Linked DNA regions of Mus musculus: all the other regions are linked to region 2. Evidence: chromatin contacts called from public HiChIP or PLAC-seq data. All regions are on one chromosome and are shown on one strand. Each heading gives the region's core, a stretch centred on a gene start, on an enhancer-like site or on the middle of the called end of the contact. The rest is flanking DNA. Distances are from core to core; before and after follow the strand shown. Region 1 holds the start of Oxgr1 (oxoglutarate (alpha-ketoglutarate) receptor 1). Region 2 holds the start of Uggt2 (UDP-glucose glycoprotein glucosyltransferase 2). Region 3 overlaps Hs6st3 (heparan sulfate 6-O-sulfotransferase 3). Region 4 has its middle 97 kb from the start of Gm41249. Region 5 overlaps Oxgr1 (oxoglutarate (alpha-ketoglutarate) receptor 1).

Region 1 (2,700 bases), core at 62-2,561, 940 kb before region 2:
ATACTATAGAAATTACTAGTAGACAATTGATAGAATTCTCTTTAACAATGGGCATACACTAGAGATGTCAAGGATTCTAATATGCTATATATACATTTGCTATAAACCACATAAGGTAACATTTTCTGAACATGGCCCAGAAAAGGGCCTTCCTTACATTTGCTTGGGAATTTCCTAGGACTCAATCATTTGGTGGAGAGAATGTCATGGTTGGAATTGTTGACAATGTCACAGATGACTAAATACCAGAAAGGGCAAAAGAGAGTGCAGAGGGTGCAGGCAGAGGAGTCACAGTTGTGCGGTTTCCAGAGGTCAGAGGAAGACTGTGTGGCACTCGGGTATAGAACAACTGATGTCACCAACTGGGCACACTTTCTCAACACTGGGCTTCAGTATCTCTGATGCCTCCCAGGGGTGTTCGGAAGATGAATGAGAAAATGTGAATAATTTGTTTACTCCCATTCCCTGAAAAGATAGCACACATTATGCAGCCACATCATATGCCTACTACTTCCACAGAGATGAAACCAAAGGGGGAGTGTGCTGATCTACTGACAGGGTAATATGGGATATCTAGCCTTCCACATCTGGGGATGAGGAAGAAAATGTTACAGCCCAATGTTCCCTAACAAACATCAGCAGCCCCAATCGTAAACCCTAGACGGTGGCGGCGATGCACGCGAGTGAGCACTTTCGGCTGCCTCTAACCTGTTTGTGTTGGAAGGAAATTCCCTCCACCAAAAGATTGAGTCCTAGGAAACCCCCAAGAAAATGTAAGGGAGACCCATGACTTTGGTGCTTTTCCGGGCATGCTCAGAAAGTGTTACCATATGTGGTTTATAACAAATGTATATATAGCATATTAGAACCCTCAGTGTCTCTGGTGTATGCCCATTGGTGAGAACGGGTAATTCCCATAAATAAACTCAAATTAGAGTCCACTTTTAATAGTCTCCAACCTAAATCCAAAGGAATGTAAACACTTAATATTTTCACCATCCTTAGAAACATACCAAGGCTGAAAGTGAAAACAGAACACGCAGTTAGAAGGAATGTTATAGCACAATGTTCTCTAACAAGCATCAGCAGTCCCAATAGTAAACCCCGGACGGCGGCGGCGCTGCATGTGAGCGCTTTCGGCTGCCTCTAACTGCCTCTAGCCTGTTCGTGTTGGACGCTTTTACTGTTTTCTGGCCACACAAAGTTAAGGGTCATCGGGGATAATTCATGCTGGGTACATTAACAGGCTAGGTTTTAAAGTGAAAATAATGAAACTGAGTATAATCCAGGACCCATACTAGAAGACAGCCAGACTAACCTGGAGTCCACGGCTCCGGGAAACGGTCTTTAGGAGGCCTTGGACATACGGGGAAGTCCCGTTTCTTTAAGCACGTGATTCTTCAGAGCTCACAAGAGTTGGTCAGGAGGAGAGGAGCAGCAACTTGAAAAGCCAGAATTCTGCCAAGGTACTGTGCAAATTACAAGGCAATTGATGGGTTCTTCTGATGCTTTAGCAGTCAGTTTGATCACCAAAGATGTTGACTCCCTGTGTTAACTACCCACCTTGCATGGCTCGGGAGTGCTAAATACTGGAACAGGCAAAGCAAAAAAGAAAAACAGTGTATGCATCATGCATGTGTGTACAGATCAGGAGTTAATCTCAGCTGTAGTTCCTTGAGAGCTCTCCCTATTGATTTTTGGAGGACAATGTTTCTCACTGCAACCTTAGGCTCCCTGATTAGGTGGCACTGGCCAGCTCAAGAGCCACAGAGATCTGCCATCAGCTGCTTCCCAGCCCTGGGAGCCTGATTGACTAGACATGTCTCCAGGATCTCAACAGTAAATGAAAACTCACTACAAAACTCATAAAGACACTGGCAGAGAATGGCTCATTTTCTGATATCAGAAGTTTTATGGAGTTTCAAAGTTGCTGTCCAAGTTCTTAGCATGTTCGGAAGCATGGCTGAGGTGAGATAAAGACAGTCATCAGGGAAGTCTAAAATGGGGCATCGTGTCAAGGTTATGCTGATTTTAGCAGAAGTCACTAAAAGGCATCAAATTTTGTCACATCCTCCTCCAGAAAAGTCTTACTAGGTCAACTGACATTTTTTCTTTATTTTTAAGAGGTTTATTTATTTTATTATATCTGTCTGTCTGTCTGTCTGTCTGTCTGTCTGTCTGTCTGTCTGTCTGTCTACCTAACTACCTACCTATCATCTATCTGTTTGAATGTTTTGCCTGCAAGTAGTACCACACAGTAATCTTCAAGGTTAGACGAGACTGTTGAATCACTTGGAACTGGAGTTACAGATGGTTGTAAGCCACCATATAGGTACTGGGACCTGAACCTGGGTCTTTTTCAAGATTGAGCAAGTGCTTTTACACACTTAGCCATCTCTCTAGGCCCAGGTCAGTTGTTCTTTCTTTGTTTCTTTTTTTTTTTTTTAAGATTTATTTATTTATTTTTATATGTAAGTACACTGTAGCTGTCTTCAGACACACCAGAAGAGGGCATCAGATCTCATTACGGATGGTTGTGAGCCACCATGTGGATGCTGGGATTTGAACTCAGGACCTTTGCAAGAGCAGTCAGTGCTCTTAACCGCTGAGCCATCTCACCAGCCCTCATTTGTTCTTATTGTATGACTATTGTGTTCAAATCCCTTCTATTGTCTTACCCTCTGTCCCAGTCCTGTTAGT
Region 2 (2,700 bases), core at 60-2,559:
AAAGATTGGCATTGTATGAGACATGCTGCCATTTAAGGCTGGCTCTGTCAACATCTGATTTCCTTCTATCCCACATCTCAACCAAAAATGAAAAAACGAAAACAAAACATGTTAAGGATTCACAATATACTTTTCCTCAGGCTCCATGACGGGAAAGCAAGTTCGGCGCCCTTAGGTAAACTTCCCGTCTACCTACCCAGGACCTACCCAGGCCTTTTCGATACTTACTGATCCTCGGCATAAATTGTTCCAGAAATGAGTGAGGCATGAGTCCTCAGAGAAAAGTGCCATCTACAGTAGGAAGTAAGTAAGTTCTGCGTTCAGGTCCTAAAGTGAAAATCCAGCGACACGACAGCTGACAAAAGAGTCACTGGGAGAGAAGTCAGTAGTGAAGGTGCCACTTTGGCGTCGAGATTCACCTGAGCAGATTTTTGAACAGCATCTTCTAAAGAAAACTAAACACGTGAGGGTAAATGGAGTGCTTTCTCTCTTTCTCTGCCTCTCTTCATCTGTCTCGTGTGTGTGTGTGTGTGTGTGTGTGTGTGTGTGTGTGTGTGTGTTGGCAGCTGGAAGAGATGGGGTGTACCCACAGAGCAGAGGTGTACACAAATGGGAAGCAAGGGCTCTGTGCTCCTCCTGAACTACTTTTTCCCCACTTTTCTCTTACATTTCACTGCTATCATTTTCCGACTTTTCTTTTTCTATTCAGCTGTAATCTCTTGAAGCAGCGCCTCTCAGTCTTGTGGGGCACAGGAATCACCTGGGCCTTCCAAGGGGCTGAGAGTCAGGACACTTCTGCACCCAACTCCAAAAGCAAGTGGCAGGCCTGAGATGCCACTTCTGATAGCAGCAGGAGACCACTGAATCCTGGGGGGTGGGGGTGGCAGTGGCGGGGAGCGAGGTCCAGCCCTCAGAACCAGCCAGAGAGCAGGGAAAGCCCACTGATAGATAGATAAATCACAGCTCTCCCAACAGTGCACACAGGAGTCGCCTGCGCCTTTTTACGTCATTTTTGAGGCCTACTCTCGCTCCTGCTCCCCCCAGGTGATGCTAACCGGAAAGCTGGCCCTCACCCAGGGTCCCTGACCAGCGGGGCTGGGGCAGCTCCAGCTAGCGGTAGATTGGCATGGAAGGCTGGGTTCCCCAGACCCGGCGGCGGACCCTCCGAAAATCCTCGCGGCGGCCCTGCGTAGGCAAGGGGCCGATGTCCACCCGGGGGCTCCCCCCACTGCGCCCCTGGACCTCGCTGGCCACGCATGCGCACGCCCACGACCGGCGGACTAACGGACTGCAGCTCCCCCCACCGGAAGTGGACGGCGGAGCACCGGGAGGACCAGACCGTAGCGTGGCGTCTCGCGCTTCCCTCGGCGTGCCTTGGTGCGGGCCAGAGCCACGAAGGGGATGAGGCTGCTCCTGCGCTCCGTCGCGCTGTGGCTCGCCCTGCTCGGCGCCAGCACGGCGACTGCGTCCAAGGCGGTGACCGCCCACTTGACTGCGAAGTGGCCCGAGACCCCGCTGCTGCTGGAGGCCAGGTGGGTGCCCAGGCCCGGCTAGCGCCGCGGCCGGGGAGTGGCGGCGGGCGGAGGGACCCGGCATCCCTGAGACATCCCCTCCCGCAAGATGCTGTCAGACCTCGCGATTCAGGGTCGCTCACAGTCCCATGTCCCCTCAGATCCAGTGTCCGCCCAGTCCTGACGGCAATCCGAGGCGTTCTCCCGCCTGACCCCAGCATCCGCTTAGATTTGCAGTCCTCTGGAGCGAGCCCGCGCCCCCTTAGCGTCCCGAGCCGCACACTCCATCCCCTCAGACCTAATCAGAGGCTCTCAGATAGGGTTTCATCTCGTCGTCCACCCACCCCGCGCCCCCCCACACCCATAGCACCAATGCTCTAGATGGTCCCTGGACAACTCTTGCCACTCACTCGCCCCACCTTTCCCACGCACCTACGATTTTTAAAACTTCTGTGTCCCAAGTTTATTCCTGTTCCTGCGCTCTTGTTGATGTAGAGGGCAGAATGTGGCCTTTAGTGCAAGCTCTTCTGCAAAGTTCTAGTCAGCAGATAGTGCTTTGGAGTATAATTTTGATTTATATCCAAAATTAACAGTGGAGAAGGCAGTTTCTCGGTTACACCCTCCCCCCCAAATATCTCATCCAAAGGGATTTGTTTTCCGTTCTGTTTAGTTACCTTGTAGAAAGCAGACAATCGTAATCCCGCAAGCAGAAATGGCAACTCTGCTTCTCATGGTGATACACCTTTGTAATCCCTGGGGATTACATGAGTCTGTGGCTAGTCTGAAGTTACAAAAGGGAAACTTTGTCTCAAATTTAGTTCTTTAATATTGAGCATAAGCAGTTTTGTAACTGTTTTTTATGAATTTACAAGACAACATCCCATGGTTCTACAAAACAAAGGAAAAATCCACCACTATATTGCCTTGCCTTTACTTGATGGCACACAGCGTTTATTGACTAGGAGATTCTAGCTCAAATGTATCTGCTTCCTCTTATCTACAGTGCGTCCTGGCAGTGCATGGACCGGATCCTACATTTAGTCCCAGTCAGTCAATTTTTTTATTATGTATTTATTCTCTCCTAAACTATATATCCAGACTGCAGTTTCCCCTCCCTCCCCAACCTCCCATCTCCCCTAGAACCCTATTTCCTTCAGAAAATAGCAGGCTTCTCAGGATATCAACTGAA
Region 3 (2,700 bases), core at 152-2,651, 730 kb before region 2:
TCATTATTAAAATATATCTATTTTTTTAAGGCTATACATTTCTTGAGTCAGATTCTACTAGCTTTTATGACACACTTGCCTAGAATTCTAATCTGAACAAACATATTTATCAGATTTTTTTCTTCTTTTGCACACACTTAGGATATGTATGGATGCCTAATTACAACCTCAGGATTTTAGCTTTTTATATACTAAGTGAAAGCCCACAGCTTTCCGCTGTATGCCCTGATCAGAGTTTGGAATAGAGGCGCTGACACATGAGAGGATGGATGCCACTGATGTGCCTTACTCTTCCGGAACAGAAAGGCAGTGACCCGCTGCCATTTCTTCCTGGAGCTTGAAATCTGTCAGAAATGTGAAATCAGAAACAGAAGGAAATGCACGCCTCAAATCCCCTTCTATAATTCTAATTTGCCTTGGCATATCGCAGTATTTAATCAATAAGAAAATATTTGGGTGAAGAGGACTCAACAAAAAAGAAGCGCGTTATTTTTAGACAATATTTTACGGGTTGGATAACTCTTAGGCCATATCAATGCCCTTATTCCCACCTGAGGGATCACTTAAAACCAGCTTATATGTCCCAGGGCAAAACCGTGGCAATAAATTCCCAGTGCTCCAGCCTTCTGAGAATTGATCGCAGATTTATCCATCTCTGCCTTTTGGTTCTGGAGCAGACTCTAAAGATCCCAGGATGACGGCGTGTGCTTGTGATCCTGCAGTACCAGAGACTTAATTAGACATCAAATGTGCACTGCCTAATGATGGCTGTTTAAATTATGTAGGCACACACTACAACTCTCAGACCCACACATGGGAAGGAAGCATGAGGTAAAAATACAGTAAATCCCCCTTTGAGACATCGGGATGTGGGGGGAAATACCTCGTCACCGCTGGCAGCCTCCCAACTCGCCCCTCTCCTCTAATAGTCTGGGCTGTTTCGTATTTCACAGTTCATTGCTGCTCTTTCTGTCTCCCCACAACCAAGTCTGCTCCACTTCGCATTTATCAATTTAATACCTTGGCTAATTTCATCCTAGAATAATGTTTCTGTTTATAGAAGTCTAGCCCCTGTGGCAGGCAGCGAATACTCAGGGGTTTCCGGGAAGCAATGTTAATGCACACTGAAGTGGTAGGAGAGGCCCTCCAATCACAGCCCAGCACCCGCTTCCACTGCCTAGTCCGCCCCAGCCTTGGGGGTGTGATTAGGATCCTGCTGTGTGCAGCTGTTCTCAGCACATCCTGGGACAGAGAAGGCAGGGGGTACCTCAGGACCAGACCCAGCGACCCCAATGAGAGGAACAACACGTAATTAATTATTTCAACTGAAGGTCAAGGGCCACTGTGTGTTATCAGGACACAACGCACTGATTGCTCAGGGCCAAGGACGCGTTCCATTCCCCTCCACAGCTTGTACCACACATGACCAAGGTGAAGCAGGATTTGATCTGCTCAACAAATTGGTGTGTTGCCGAGAGGGAAGAACTCTGGCTGATTAACGGAGGATTGATGACTGCGTATGTTCCCAGGTAGAACCATCTGGGCAGGTGTCTTTTAACTAAGATTAATAAGCATATGTCACCACACGTTACGAGAGGCACAATGGTGGAGAATCAAAAATTTCTGAGTCCAACTGTCACGCTGCCACCGAGCAAAAGAAATTTTTTCCCAGGTAAACAAAACATTGTTCCAGCTTGGCTAGAGAAAGGTGACCTAGCTGCACCCAAAATAGTTTATACCCAAGGTACATAGCTCTCCACATCTCTGGAAAAGCAGACATAAACCAGAGGCTTCTCCGCCCAGGCTAAAGTACAGGGTGTAAGATTTCCTCTCAGCCAGAAGTCCGCATGCATATGGCCCCAAGTCAACACCCAAGCTTATAAGGTTCTGTCTGCTGCCAAGCAGCAGGGCATTCGCGGGTTCTTCTCAAAGATTGGAGAATGAGGGACCAGGGGGACCTGTAATTGCCAAGGACAACTGCAGATAAGTTGAAGATCATGAAGACAAATCGGGAGTGTCTCAAAGCACGCCACAGCTTGCCCCATGATGCCAATTTAAAGTTTCTTCTACAATATGAACGTGGGCCAGCACCCTGAACTCCCAAGGAACTCTGAGCCCACATTTTGTTTTCGTGTCTTTTTTTTTTTTTTTTTTTTTTTTTTTAGTTTTTCGAGGCAGCATTTCTCTGTATAGCCCTGGCTGTCCTGGAACTCACTTTGTAGACCTGGCTGGCCTTTAACTCAGAAATCCGCCTGCCTCTTCCTCCCAAGTGCTGGGATTAAAGGCGTGTGCCACCACACCCGGCTGCATTTTGTTTTCAAATGCAGGACCAAAGTATGTTTCCTCTCTGTAACCGATGTGTGGGAATATTATTTTACATCTTTCTGGGAAACTGTGGGCAGCACCTTCTCACAATGACTGCAAAGTCCCTGGGAAACAGTATCTTGTCTACAAAAGATGATTATATTCATGTGTAAACCATATATTAAAATAATAAAAATATAAGAAATAATAATTCCATCTGTAGTCCCTGTGAAATCTTTATATCAATGAAGACAGATAGATCTCTTAACATACATCTCTATGTCTCCATGAATTGAAAACGGTCACCTCACTGGAAGCAGAATGCAAACGTGAAGTCCAGGCACAGCAGAGAGAAGACGGGACAGAGAAAGGTTTGAACAGGGCTATGTTTCCAAG
Region 4 (2,700 bases), core at 82-2,581, 800 kb before region 2:
GACTTGCTGTGTAGTTGAGATGACCTTGGATTCCTGACCTCTAGACACCAAGCCTGAGCCACCACATTTTATAGTGAGGATTTCTAGATCTTTCAAAGGATGGGTTCGACATTACACCATCCTAGGATCTCCAAACCTGAACAGGAGGGCAGTAACAAAATGTTTGGTGATAAAACAGACCAGAAGAAACGCGTGTAAATATGGAAGATGGGTAGTGAAGGGTTGTTTGGGATGTGGGAAGTTCAGCAACTTCCTGCAGTGGCCACTTTCTAGAAGCAGGCTCATTAACTAGGTGTTTTGTCTTTGCCCCAGTAAGGGTGAGGAATACAAGTCACCCTTGCATTTAATGTATAGTATGAGGATACAAGAAAATCCTACAAAGTACATTTAACTTCATTTAAGAGTCATGTGGGATAGCCGGGCGTGGTGGCGCACGCCTTTAATCCCAGCACTTAGAAGGCAGAGGCAGGTGGATTTCTGATTTCGAGGCCAGCCCGGTCTACACAGTGAGTTCCAGGACAGCCAGGGCTACACAGAGAAACCCTGTCTCGAAAAAACAAAAACAAAAACAAACAAACAAAAAACCAAACCAAACCAACCAAACAAAAAACCAACCAACCAACCAACCAACCAAAGAGTCATGTGGTGTTTCCCTTGGTTATCCTTAGAAGATTAGGGATTATTAGTATTATGTTTTCGTCACAAAGGTACTTTGAGGTCAATTCTCTTGCTTTCTGAAGACATATGAATGATATATATGAATTCCTTCCTTGAGTTTCCTTAGCTTAGCAAGGTGTCAGCTAAATTTGCAAAGGAAATTTTCTTTCTCAAATAAATTAGAAGAAATCTCTAATGGAAATTCGGCTTGAGCCTTATAAGATTAAGTCTGGGGAGGTTATCGATAGATTTCATTGTGGGCACCAACCTTTGTCCCAGGACGTGTTATTAAAAAGGACCAGCCTGTAGAAGGAACTCCTTTTGATTATTCAGAGCAGCTTGATTGTTGCTGGAGATAAAATTTCTTTGTATCTGTCCTTGTCATTTTGTCGGGACAGTTCAGAATACCTGTGTTCAAGACCTGAACACTGTATGTCATATACTTTAATTTCCATCTCAGTGCAATTAAAAACATCAAAGCCACCCAGCTGGGAAGGTGAAGCATCCTTAATTTAGGAAGTCATAAATCAATCACTCTCAGCTTTTGCAGGGGGACTTTATATTCGCTGACCCAGATGATCCTACCAATGGCCCGAGGCAGGATTCCAGGCAGCACTGAAATGTGTCTGGTGATCTGAAGATAGGCGAGGACAGATGGGAACCTAAGCCGCAGCCTTGGCCTGAGGCAAAAACCACCTCCCTTGAGCTTATAAAAAGCACTTCCCACTCTGTCGCTCTTACAGGAATTGGGAAAGGGAAAGTAAAAGTGGTCTGAAATAATTTGAGCAAGAAAAAGGCTGCCTCTGTTTACTGAAATGAAAGAAGAGAAGGAATTTGCTGATAAGTTTCGAGAAGAAAAGAGGGAGGAAGATTAGGGGAAATTCATGTGGAAAGAGTCTCAGAAACGGTGGACGACAGCAGGCTAAATATTCTCTGGCTAACCATACTAGGCAGTTCTCCAAAAGGCCTGCTAGTGATCTTCCCGTCCTGTGTGCATGCCCTTGGTTGTTAGCTCCTCTGACAAGCTTCTTTGTTTGAGCTGATACAGGTGAGGTGATGGGTGCTGCTCCTGAACTTGAATTGTAAGACCGTAGCTTCCATCTGGCTAGCACTTTCTCATTGTGGTGTTCACTTTGGTGAAGGCAGCTGTGAGTGAGGCTGTGGGCTTCCCTCGGGAGAGAGACACACACAGTAAGGAACAAGAAACAGGGACTGGAGGAACAGAGGCCTTGGGTCCAATCTGCAGTGTGTTGGGTCTGCACCACACATGACATCCGCTGACCACCACTGATTGGGAAGCAGTTTCTGACTTACTAAGTGGGCAGAAGATCCTAGTCCCTGGAGGGATCTTGCATCTTTGAGGGATCATGAGAACAGTAGCATTGGGCTCAACAACACACATGTTCATTAACACACACAAGCTAAGATAAAGCTTCGATAATATGGAATGATTTTTATCACAGTCAATGATTAATGTACTAATTAGCCTGGGATGGCTTTGGAGAATATGAAACAAAGAGTCATTTGTAATGAACCAGGAAGTTATTAAACCTGGGAACTTTCTCTCATGGGAAAGATAATGGCTACTGATTCAGAACTTACTACAGTGTGAGGGCTATCAGCCGCCTTTACCAGCATGTGATGGGGACTCAGAAGCAGTACAGGAGGAAGGCAAGGGGGCGGGTGTTAAAGATGTGACCTGACTTAGAGGCTGTTGATTTAGGGTAGCTGTTCCAGTTACCCAGATGCAGTGTGGCTCATGTGATTGGTTAAGGGATATGTTGTCCTCTTGCGCGCGCCCAACTGGCCAGGAAGAACGACGCTGCAACAGGATCCTTCTGTACACGTTTATTGGGAGAGCATTGATTGCATAGGCGAAAGAAGAACAACCCCGAACAAAGAAAATTATGCTGCTTATATACCCCTCCATGTGACGTGTCAGCTCCTGATTAGCTGCTCACTCATCATCCCACTACTATGCCCCAGGATGGCCAGTGACTTGGCACGAATTTACTCTTGCACCTGCGCACATTACTTGTTTAC
Region 5 (2,700 bases), core at 86-2,585, 920 kb before region 2:
TGTATCAGACCTTGACATAAACAGCCACGCATCATTCACACATACATACTTATCAAATATCAGTCTTTCCATCAATCAATCAATCAATCAATCAATCAATTAACACGCCCTGATAATTTGTATATAACTTCCAAGAAATCCTGAATACCCTCTCAGTGGAGCCCACAGTAACTACTGAGTATTCAGGTCATTATGAACCAAAGCCATGGGTAAGGGCCCTTATGAGATCTTTGCAATATGTTTGTTGATATCTTTGGGTAGAGAATGGGCTACACGAGTATCAATAAAGTATATAGAAAGATTAGAAACCATGGAACTCAGAGTATTTCTGTTGCCACCAACTAATTGCCTCCACACAGAAACTAGTGCTCGTACACTAAACCCCGGACCTCCTACAGCTTTAATGCCAAGATGGGAAGGCTCAAACAAACCAGAACCAAGCAAAAGCCAAGACACAGAAATATGTGGCTGAGGCAGATCTACCGCTTTCTGCCACCAGGAAGTGAATATTTAGTGAGGATAACTCCCTGGAACTCAGATGCATGGAATCTGCGAAGATCAAAGCAAAGTATTCCAACCTGGTTCCTGTGATCATGGAAAAAGTCTCTGGCTCTCAGATTGTTGACACTGAGAAAAGGAAGTACTTGGTCCCATCTGACATCACCTTGGCTCAGTTCCTGCGATGATCAGGAAAAGCATCCAGCTGTCCTCCGAGAAGGCCACCTTCCTGATTGTGGACAGGACAGTCCCACAGTCCAGCCTAACTATGAGATAGCTTTACAAGAAGGAAAAAGAGGAAGATGGATTCTTGTATGTGGCCTACATCGGAGAGAACACTTTTGGCTTCTGAGGCCCTTGCTGGGCTAGGCTCACCCTTCCTGCTTGTGTATCTTGTAAATAACTGGCTGTTCTCAGTTACTCCGCCAGAGCCTTCACACAGACCTGCTAGTGCATTTGTAACTGGATTTATTTCTTACTATATGGGAAGGTTTTGTTTCCTTAGATTAGTAAATTATCATACAGGGGAAAAAAGAGTGTTCTTTCATGCCTAGTTTCCTGTGCTTTCAGACTTTGGGGCTTGTGTTCACTGGAATCCTAGATTATCCAAAGGCATCTTGTGCTTTCTTAATGTTTTTACAACTCATTATCTTTACAAGTTTTTCTTCCTTTATTGGTCTGAGTTTTCCTTTCAGCTCTGGCTAGCTCTTTAGACTGAAGGAATACATTAGTTCTTTAGTCAGAAGAAAGACTGTGGAAATGGCCCAGTCAGCAAAATGCCTGCTATACAAGCATGAAGGCTTGGGTCTGGTCCTTAGAACTCACACACAAAAGCCTGATGCAAAGACATGCACTTGGAACCCCAGCTCTGGGCTGGCAGGAGCAGGCAGGTCCCTGGAGGGTGAGGGCCAGCCAGCCTAGACTACTTAGTGAGCTCTAACACAAATAGAAACCCTGACTCCAAAACTGACGAACCACAGCAAGGTGGCCCTCTGGCCTGAGTTTTCAGCGTTGTAGGCCACCTTAACAATTGCTTAATTTATAAATCATATTAAGTTTTATTGGTAATTGTCAACATTTCCTGGGGAAGGAAATTGGTGAAATAGAGCTACTCGTTAGTATCATATATACATTAGGCGCTAAGTCAAATCTAACATTGTTTTGATTTTCATGGGATAGATCTCCAGGAAACACTTATTCTCTTTAGGTATTGTAATCCTTTAGTACTATAATAAAAAATAATAACTGTAGAAATTGCTAAAGTTATTCTTGGGCTATGTTGTGCTTAATTAGTAGTAAATATAAGTCAGTTGATATAAATATTTGAGGAAATGCATGGTCTAGATCTTTTAAACCTTAAAGAATGTGTTGATATGACTAATAAACTTACATACAATTACTCTCTGAATTGGTCATTTGTTCCCACGAAACTGCGTCTTATTCATTAGTGTATTGAAAACAATGGTTCGAGAGCAAAAGGAAGCTTGAAAAATCAGACGTCGAATAATGGTCGGGGCTCAGGGCTTCTTCATAGGAAAGCGATTATCAGACTCTGTGGTTCAGCACTTCGCCCTGTCTCTGGGCAGACAGAATTCGGAAATGCTAGACTGCATTTACCCTATGCCCGCTGTCAGGTGCTAGGCGTGAGCAAAGAGCCAGGACACCACTGAGGATCTGGGAAAAATGCAACCTAAGATGTGGGAGACCAAAGTGCACAGAGGATTTGGAACATCGGGGGTCCACGGACCTGCCGTGAGGAATTTGAGAGCCTGGGGGCTCTCAAACTCTTGGGCATCCAGGCGCCACTGGGTCTCTGGGAGTTGGGAATGGAGTTGGGTCTAAGAGCTGAGGAGGCTGGGACCAGCGGGATGGAAAATCTGGCTTAGATCATAAGTGATTTTTCTTACCTTAGCAGTGGTTCTCTGAGAGAGGAGAGGGGTCTTTCTGAGGGAGACTTAGATGCAGCTCTGTAGATGAAGGCAGTCTCCATGCTCCTCATGGTGGTTCTTGATGAAAGAGACAGTCCTTGGTTTCAAGCTGTTTACTGATTATTCATCGTGGAAAATGGGTGCATACCACCTCCTCAGGGTGGACCAGAGATGAAATACCGTTTGTAGGAAGGAACGTCCAGGAAGGAAAACTTACTGGCTAACTCTCGGGGTCTCTAGATCATTAGTATGGAGAACTCTTTTCTGATCTACG

Evidence for each region. HiChIP or PLAC-seq counts read pairs in DNA pulled down with a chosen protein or histone mark.
Region 1: an H3K27ac HiChIP or PLAC-seq map of embryonic stem cells shows a contact between it and region 2, with 15 times the contacts expected there. The contact joins the promoter of Oxgr1 here to the promoter of Uggt2 in region 2. A contact is called at or near these places in 13 of 39 promoter capture datasets (the 3T3-L1 cell line, cranial neural crest, embryonic stem cells and 7 more), 26 of 484 Hi-C or Micro-C datasets (brain, cardiomyocytes, cerebellar granule neurons and 17 more), 16 of 115 datasets of contacts at active chromatin or transcription factors (VIP interneurons, astrocytes, craniofacial prominence and 9 more) and 3 of 9 other capture datasets (adipose tissue, macrophages and pancreatic islet).
Region 3: a contact with region 2 is called in an H3K4me3 HiChIP or PLAC-seq map of embryonic basal ganglia, with 6 times the contacts expected there. The contact joins the enhancer-like site here to the promoter of Uggt2 in region 2. A contact is called at or near these places in 3 of 484 Hi-C or Micro-C datasets (embryonic fibroblasts, ganglionic eminence and nephron progenitors), 11 of 115 datasets of contacts at active chromatin or transcription factors (craniofacial prominence, embryonic basal ganglia, embryonic forebrain and 6 more) and 1 of 9 other capture datasets (pancreatic islet).
Region 4: a contact with region 2 is called in an H3K4me3 HiChIP or PLAC-seq map of neural tube, with 4 times the contacts expected there. The contact joins the enhancer-like site here to the promoter of Uggt2 in region 2. A contact is called at or near these places in 7 of 115 datasets of contacts at active chromatin or transcription factors (astrocytes, embryonic basal ganglia, embryonic hindbrain and 4 more).
Region 5: an H3K4me3 HiChIP or PLAC-seq map of stem cell-derived neural progenitor cells shows a contact between it and region 2, with 11 times the contacts expected there. The contact joins the enhancer-like site here to the promoter of Uggt2 in region 2. A contact is called at or near these places in 1 of 39 promoter capture datasets (neural stem cells), 12 of 484 Hi-C or Micro-C datasets (Sertoli cells, brain, cerebellar granule neurons and 6 more), 10 of 115 datasets of contacts at active chromatin or transcription factors (VIP interneurons, astrocytes, craniofacial prominence and 7 more) and 1 of 9 other capture datasets (macrophages).

The regions. Positions count from the first base shown.
Region 1 is chr14:120,041,046-120,043,745 of GRCm38.p6, reverse strand. Oxgr1 (oxoglutarate (alpha-ketoglutarate) receptor 1) reads left to right here and starts at 1,311. Exons shown (of 4, transcript NM_001001490.3): 1 at 1,311-1,466.
Region 2 is chr14:119,098,043-119,100,742 of GRCm38.p6, reverse strand. It overlaps Uggt2 (UDP-glucose glycoprotein glucosyltransferase 2), which reads left to right and starts at 1,309. Exons shown (of 39, transcript NM_001081252.2): 1 at 1,309-1,532. The coding sequence starts at 1,402. Gm16835 (predicted gene, 16835) reads right to left here and starts at 1,778. Exons shown (of 7, transcript NR_153786.1): 1 at 668-1,778; 2 at 229-455.
Region 3 is chr14:119,830,057-119,832,756 of GRCm38.p6, reverse strand. All of the region lies in intron 1 of Hs6st3 (heparan sulfate 6-O-sulfotransferase 3), which reads right to left. Among named protein-coding and RNA genes, the nearest start is that of Gm41249, 32 kb to the right of the region's middle. Within about 2 kb of position 1,401, at least 49 of the 459 cell types and tissues checked have an H3K27ac peak or open chromatin away from gene starts, as enhancers often do. A contact at or near this core is called in craniofacial prominence, embryonic basal ganglia, embryonic forebrain and 3 more, where this site is marked.
Region 4 is chr14:119,894,887-119,897,586 of GRCm38.p6, reverse strand. No RefSeq gene overlaps it. Among named protein-coding and RNA genes, the nearest start is that of Gm41249, 97 kb to the right of the region's middle. Within about 2 kb of position 1,331, at least 16 of the 459 cell types and tissues checked have an H3K27ac peak or open chromatin away from gene starts, as enhancers often do. A contact at or near this core is called in neural tube, where this site is marked.
Region 5 is chr14:120,018,781-120,021,480 of GRCm38.p6, reverse strand. Oxgr1 (oxoglutarate (alpha-ketoglutarate) receptor 1) reads left to right here. Exons shown (of 4, transcript NM_001001490.3): 4 at 1-1,896. It also overlaps the pseudogene Gabarapl2-ps. Among named protein-coding and RNA genes, the nearest start is that of Oxgr1, 22 kb to the left of the region's middle. Within about 2 kb of position 1,335, at least 9 of the 459 cell types and tissues checked have an H3K27ac peak or open chromatin away from gene starts, as enhancers often do. A contact at or near this core is called in astrocytes, neural stem cells and stem cell-derived neural progenitor cells, where this site is marked.